Linked DNA regions of Siniperca chuatsi: region 2 is linked to region 1. A link is a contact called in public Hi-C data. All regions are on one chromosome and are shown on one strand. The core of a region is the stretch at or near the end of the contact, and the rest is flanking DNA. Distances in the headings are between cores, read along the strand shown. Region 1 overlaps pdzrn3b (E3 ubiquitin-protein ligase PDZRN3-B). Region 2 holds the start of pdzrn3b (E3 ubiquitin-protein ligase PDZRN3-B).

Evidence for each region. Hi-C and Micro-C count contacts between places; a contact is called where the count stands out from the background.
Region 2: a contact with region 1 is called in a Hi-C map of skeletal muscle, with 3 times the contacts expected there. The contact joins the promoter of pdzrn3b here to the enhancer-like site in region 1. A contact is called at or near these places in 2 of 3 Hi-C or Micro-C datasets (skeletal muscle and an unstated tissue).

What each region holds. Positions count from the first base shown.
Region 1 is chrLG2:28,055,642-28,058,597 of ASM2008510v1, reverse strand. The region is part of intron 3 of pdzrn3b (E3 ubiquitin-protein ligase PDZRN3-B); the gene reads left to right. Among protein-coding and RNA genes, the nearest start is that of pdzrn3b, 40 kb to the left of the region's middle. Within about 2 kb of position 1,602, the one cell type or tissue checked has an H3K27ac peak away from gene starts, as active enhancers do.
Region 2 is chrLG2:28,095,132-28,098,334 of ASM2008510v1, reverse strand. It overlaps pdzrn3b (E3 ubiquitin-protein ligase PDZRN3-B), which reads left to right and starts at 1,347. Exons shown (of 10, transcript XM_044168676.1): 1 at 1,347-2,560. The coding sequence starts at 1,847.

The sequences.
Region 1 (2,956 bases), core at 353-2,852:
TGCTGCTACCACAGAGCGCACTGGAAGTCGCTGTCATTGCAAAGCTGCCCAGAAGCAGTAAAAACAAAGTCAGTGACAAATAAGATCAAGACTGTTGTACACACGCGGAGTAGTGTGTTACATGGAGGCTAAGTAACAAAGGGTTTTTAAGCCTCGGAACGCTGCGTAGCCAGTGCTAATTCTCTGCACATGTGCTGAGTAGTATCCCTCCGGCTCCTCTGCAGTGAAGTTGTGATCCAGATGCAGATACAAGGCTCTGAACTGAGCTGACCTCTCTGTGGCACAAGGATCAGCATCAGGGACTCGTGCCCGACTCTGTGATCACTGTGAAAGTGTTACTGGCATGAGCTGATGACGTGCTGTACGGGTTAAAATATGCCACCCACACAAATGGTGACTCTACATCAGCCATCATAGCTGGATGGGTGGTGAGTGAAAAGGACGGTTGTTCTGTCTCTGAATGTCTTTCCCTTTTCTCTGGGAGGACATTAAGTGTAGCCCCCGCTCTCTGCCCCCCAGAGGAACCAGTTTCCTGCCATGCCTCCATGCTGAAATCAGATCCCAGCGTTGCTCAGGCCTTGTTTTTCTTGGCAAGGGCCGCACACAGACACTCACACAGAACTGAGGCTCCCGACCATTTCTACCCACCTTCACTACCTCTCTTTCTTCCCCTCGCTCTTTCTCTAAACCTCTTCTCTCGTCTTCATAAATTTACAAGTAAACAAGGCCTTTATCTGCTTTCCCCTGAAGCCAGTTTTTACAGTACCGGAGCCGGAGTGTGAATGTTTGACTGATAAAGCTGTGTGCGATGGCTCACAAAGGGAGAGTGATGTGAGTGTTAAAAAAGTTGTGATGAGGATAGATGGAAGACTTGCATGCTTCGCCAGCCATTTTTGGGCTGTAATTTGAGCCCAACTCATTCAGCCAGCACATATTTTAATGACATTTAAACATCTCCAGATGTAATTTTAAAAAGGTCCAAACAAATGCCTCATGAGGCTTTTAAGATGATATTTTTCCCTCTGTAACAGACCGATGCATCATGTTTTAGAGATAAGTTTTATAGTGATGTTGCTTTCACTGAAAACCCCCAAAACTCCTCAAAGGCTTGTCTTTGTTGAGCAGGGCAGCATTCCACTGAGTTCATGCACAGGGTTTTTTTTCACTTCCTCCAGTTTGGAGCTTCACTATCCCCTCGGCTTGAATGTGAGTGATGCAAAGTAAGTGTATTGTTTTCCAGCGCAGCTCTGCGGCTTGTGGGAACAGGGTTGTAAAGAGGGTTTGAATGACAGAAGCGTGCACTCTGGTCAGTCTGCTCATTGTCGTCTGCTGTTTACATGCCTTTGGCCCTCACACCACTGCCATGGACCGAGGCAATTTAACTGCAAACCCATGAGTTACTGCTGCAGTTGAAAAGGTGCTCTGTCCCAGAGCCCAGTGGTGTGGAGGATCACTGAGTGTGTGTGCTTTTCATGGATGGGTACACAAGGCTTGCATTCCCCCCGCCTGTCTGCTTGTGTTTGTGTGGTTATGTGTGTGTACATATGCAGGGGGGGAGGAGTGCTACAACAACAAACTGGGCTCATCAGTGACATTAAACAGTCCCATATTTCAGGAAGAAAGCAAACAGAACTGGCTGTTGCTCTGCATTTGCACTTATTACAAGTGCATGGAAGTTAGCCGAGCACTTCAAGGAAGCGCCCTTCCCACAAGGACATTAAATCCAGAATCAAAGTTATTGATGGAGGTTTAGTTATCTCAGGCTATTAACTCTCTACCTCCCTCTGTCCTTCTACCCCTCTTACCTACAGCACAGCACAAATGAAACCCATATGCCAATCGCACAGGCATTGTGAGTTACTGAATCAAAAAATTACCCTATGCTTGGATTTCCATCTATTCCTCATGCAATGTTTTCCACTGAGGTGCTAGTGTGCTCCGGAGAGATTGGTGGGGGAGACAGAAAGAGGAGTCAAGGCCCTCCTTGGTTGTTCCACGTCACCACTCTTCCCACCCAGCCGATGGAGTTATCACACAATTATAGCTGTATAAATACATAGACATGCCTTGTAATGTAGCCGACATGCACTGACCACAAGTCCGTTCCCCCCCCCCGCCTTACTGGAGCCACCACGTGTCTGTCCCTCCATTCATTACGCAAGGATACAGCTGAGCTTCCTTTTTTATCCTTCTCTGCATTTTTATTTTTTTCTGTCTGTGCTTCCTAATTTGATTTCGTGCTCAGCGGATGTTACAGCTTGATCTTTGCACATCACAATGTCTTGTTGTTGCGCGTTGAAAAAAATGTTGGTGTTTTCCCAGCTTTCCCATGGCTAGTAATTAGAGGCGTGTGATGTGTGGGCTGCTGAAAAAGGGGGGGGGATGAACCCCGCCCCCAGGTAAGCCCCCCCCCACACCACCCTCCAGTGTCTCTCCAGCCAAGGCCATATTAAAAGCTTTTGCAACTTGCATTCACATTCAATTAAAAGCTCCCCTCTGCAGCCGCGGAGAAACAGCTGCAGAGACTCCATGCTGTCTGTTCTCCTCAGTTGTTGTCGAGAAGGTCGCGGCTCGTCTCCCGTCGGAGGTTTACACCCCCCAGCAAACACACAGACACACATTAGCCAAAATCACATCCAAATGTTTACATGAGAGGCGGTGTCCCTGTTTCATCGTTTCCTTATCGCTGCGGCATAATAAGGCGCAATTACAGAAAAAGATAGCACAATGTGGACAACAAGCCAGCAAGAAAGGGAAGTGAGTAATAGCTTGTAAACAGATACTCTTCGGCCCGTATTCTTTGATGGAAAAAGATGTGAACCTCAAAGACCTGAATGAGCCTGTCCGCAATTATTAGTTATTTGCTGATTTTAAATGCTGGTCAGACTTTCCACATCAGAAGCTCTGATAAGACATCTCACTATTCTCATTACCTCTGCTTGAACTGTTGTTTGCA
Region 2 (3,203 bases), core at 98-2,597, 40 kb before region 1:
ACACCATCTCTCTCTTTCATTTTTCATCCGTTCATTTTTCCACATCTGTTTAAACATTTCTTATCTCTTTAAAGGTTATTTTAAAAATATCAAGCCATGACCTAAAGAGTACCTGCTAAGAAAAATATGTTATCGTACAGTGAGTATGAAACAGGCTGTATATACACAGTACAAGGACCTTTGACGTGACTGCACAGTTTTTCTTCCACCCCATCTAAGACAACCCATAACATCAGTGTAGGATTACCCGCAAGCTCAGCCTCTCTCTGTCACACTTTGTCCATTAAGTCTTTGATAAGCCCTTGTTTTTAGTTCTGGATAATGCACATATGGAAAGGTTTTATTGAGCATGGCATTGCATAAAACTGGATTTCCGAAAGAGGAGGCAACCTGTAGGAATGGGTATCTAATCAAGGCAGGGTCAGAACCACTGAAGGCTGTGTGTTTCTGCCTGTACAGCAGAGGCTTTTCTTTTCCTTCACTGAGCACATCCAGTGTGCTCACTGGAGTTTCATTTACAATTCAAATACATTCAGTACTATAGGGCCTCCTGCTTGAAAATGCAGTCAAATGAAGTGTCAAAGTGGTAAAACAGTGTAATACCATGCTGTCTTTATGTAAGGAGTGTGGTGAGAGGTGTGTTTAAACACGAATCCCTCTGTGGTGCCTCAAATATTCATTTTCATTCCACACATTGTGATCCAGGTTGATTTTCCCAACTTTTACCTGGTCTCCTCCTCACTCAAAGTGTGTTGTAACTTGACAGTCTTGTTTGTGGTTGTACTCGTAATGTCCTTCCAAAGTTGCTTGTTTTCACAAGTGTTGCGCATGCCTGAACGCTCACCCACCGTGTTGTAAATATCTAACTGTCATGTCACCTTGTCTAATCACATTTATGTAGTGGAATTTTGCTGTTTATCACAAATATTCAGGTGGGGAATATAGATATAGGGCTCCATGATAGACTTTATCTGCATTGTCAAATTATATTGTTGTCCCTTCACAGTATGTAGGCTGCATCAAAATTCCAGACTATGGATGAAAACAAATAAGGGCCCTCTACAGTAGGTCAAGTTTATAACGTCTCACATTAGTCTCAAAAAGTTTTAATCTGCCCATATTTTGAACCAGTAAATCACAACCATGGGGTGTTCAGTGGTTACAAGTAGATGGATGAGCTAAGCTACTTCTATTCTGCATAAAACTTTTTTATTTTGACAGCAAAAATTATTTTCATGCCAAAATCTAAACCTCATATGCGCAGTTAATAGAGTACTTACGGTAGAGTATTCCTCCACAATTTCGCCCCTAGAAATGCTGCCTTCAGAGACGGTCAGGATCGTTGCATTTACAGGTTTAGGTCACGTGAACAGCGTGTGAGAGACTTTGAATTTGATATTTTTATGACAAAGACCACGTGTGTAGTGTCATTAATAGAGAATACAATTTCGGCATATCGCATAATAGACTACTACTGTAGCTTTATATTTTCATTTTTAACTTCTAACTTTTAGATGTCATAACCTTTAATAACAATCAACTTTATCCAGAGTTTGTCTTTTTCATTTTGCATTTCTACAACAATGTTGTTTCTACTTGAAAAGTTAAGTAAAGTAATTCTATTTTAGCCTTAGGCCTATATCTTTTCTGACTTGAAATAATAGGCTTACGAGGTGTACTTGAAGGCACCAAAAGTCTCGGTCAATTAGTTAAGTTTAGACAGTGAAGAGAGCTTGTAGTCGGTCTGTGAGCGTTCCACCAATGACCAGCTAAAAACCCCTCACTGCTCCGACTCAGATCTGCGGGGGTGGGGAGTCAACAAGTTTGGAATTGGACTTTCAAAACCATGGGATTCGAGCTGGACCGCTTCAAGGGGACCGTGGACCCGGATTTCAAATGCAACTTGTGCAACAAAGTCTTGGAGGACCCGCTGACGACTCCGTGCGGTCACGTCTTCTGCTCCGGCTGCGTGCTGCCCTGGGTCGTCCAGCAGAGCAGCTGCCCCGTCAAATGTCAGCGGATCTCCGCCAAAGAGCTGAACCACGTCCTGCCTCTTAAAAACCTCATCCTGAAGCTGGAGATCAAATGTGACAACCACGCGAGGGGCTGCGATGCGGTGGTGAAGCTGCAGCATCTGGCCGAGCATGCCGAGATGTGCGACTACTCCCCGGCGAAGTGCAGGAATAAAGGATGCAACGAGGTGCTTAACCTGAGGGACATGGATGCTCATATGCGGGAGACGTGCGACTACAGACCGGTGGGGATATGCGAGAGCGGCTGCGGATTGATGCTCACCCATAAAGAGCAGAAATTAAACAGCCACTGCTGCCTGATCGCTCTGAAGGCGCACAACAGCGCGCTGCACTGCAAAATTGTCAGCCTGGATAGAGAGTTCAAGAAGCAGACTATTAAAGCCAACAAGAGGGAGAAGTCACTCCTGGCACAACTTTCCGCCGTGCACAGCGAGCTGCAGATGACAGCTCTGAAATATCAGAAGAAATTCACCGAGTATAGCGAGAGGATCGACTCCCTCACCAGGACCGTGGCTTTCTCCTGCAAGGTAAGCAACAAAGCTTCAACTTTCAGTGAGCACAAGCAACTTTTTTCCCCCCCTCTCTTATCCACAGTTCATTCTGATAGTGTAGACACAGGCAGTACATTTTCTGCATATATCAGTAGCATATATTTTGACTCATCTTTACTGACATCCTGCAGTGCAAATGTTTCAGGGCCAGCATGCTTTAAAATGTCTTTCTCAACATGTTTGCTTGCATTCTGGGCCTACCATCTCAGTACTTTTTTCTAACTACATCCCAGATGAAAATGGAGGTCAAACTTTATTGAGGATTTTTCTGAGGATTCTCCAAGTTTTCAGGAGTCCTACAGTGCTCAGAAGTTTGTTTCTTTGCTGTCTGCTTTGAGACATGGATGTCAGCTGTGCCTCTGGCCAGCTGGCAGTCAGTGGGGGAGGGCCAAATATTTACTGCAGTTCTGTACACAACAAGAGCCAGGTTCCAATTATATTGCCACCTTGCAGCATGCTTGTTTGAGGCTTTCTGTCACCGGGTGTTCGCCTTTCCCCCCCCCCCAGACCATCACGGATGTAGCAGAGTCACTGGCACCAAAGTTGTGTGAGTGTTGTGAAAGACAGTGAATATCAGTAGGAGCCTCAACAGTGCTTGAAGGACATCTGAGGGGCTGAA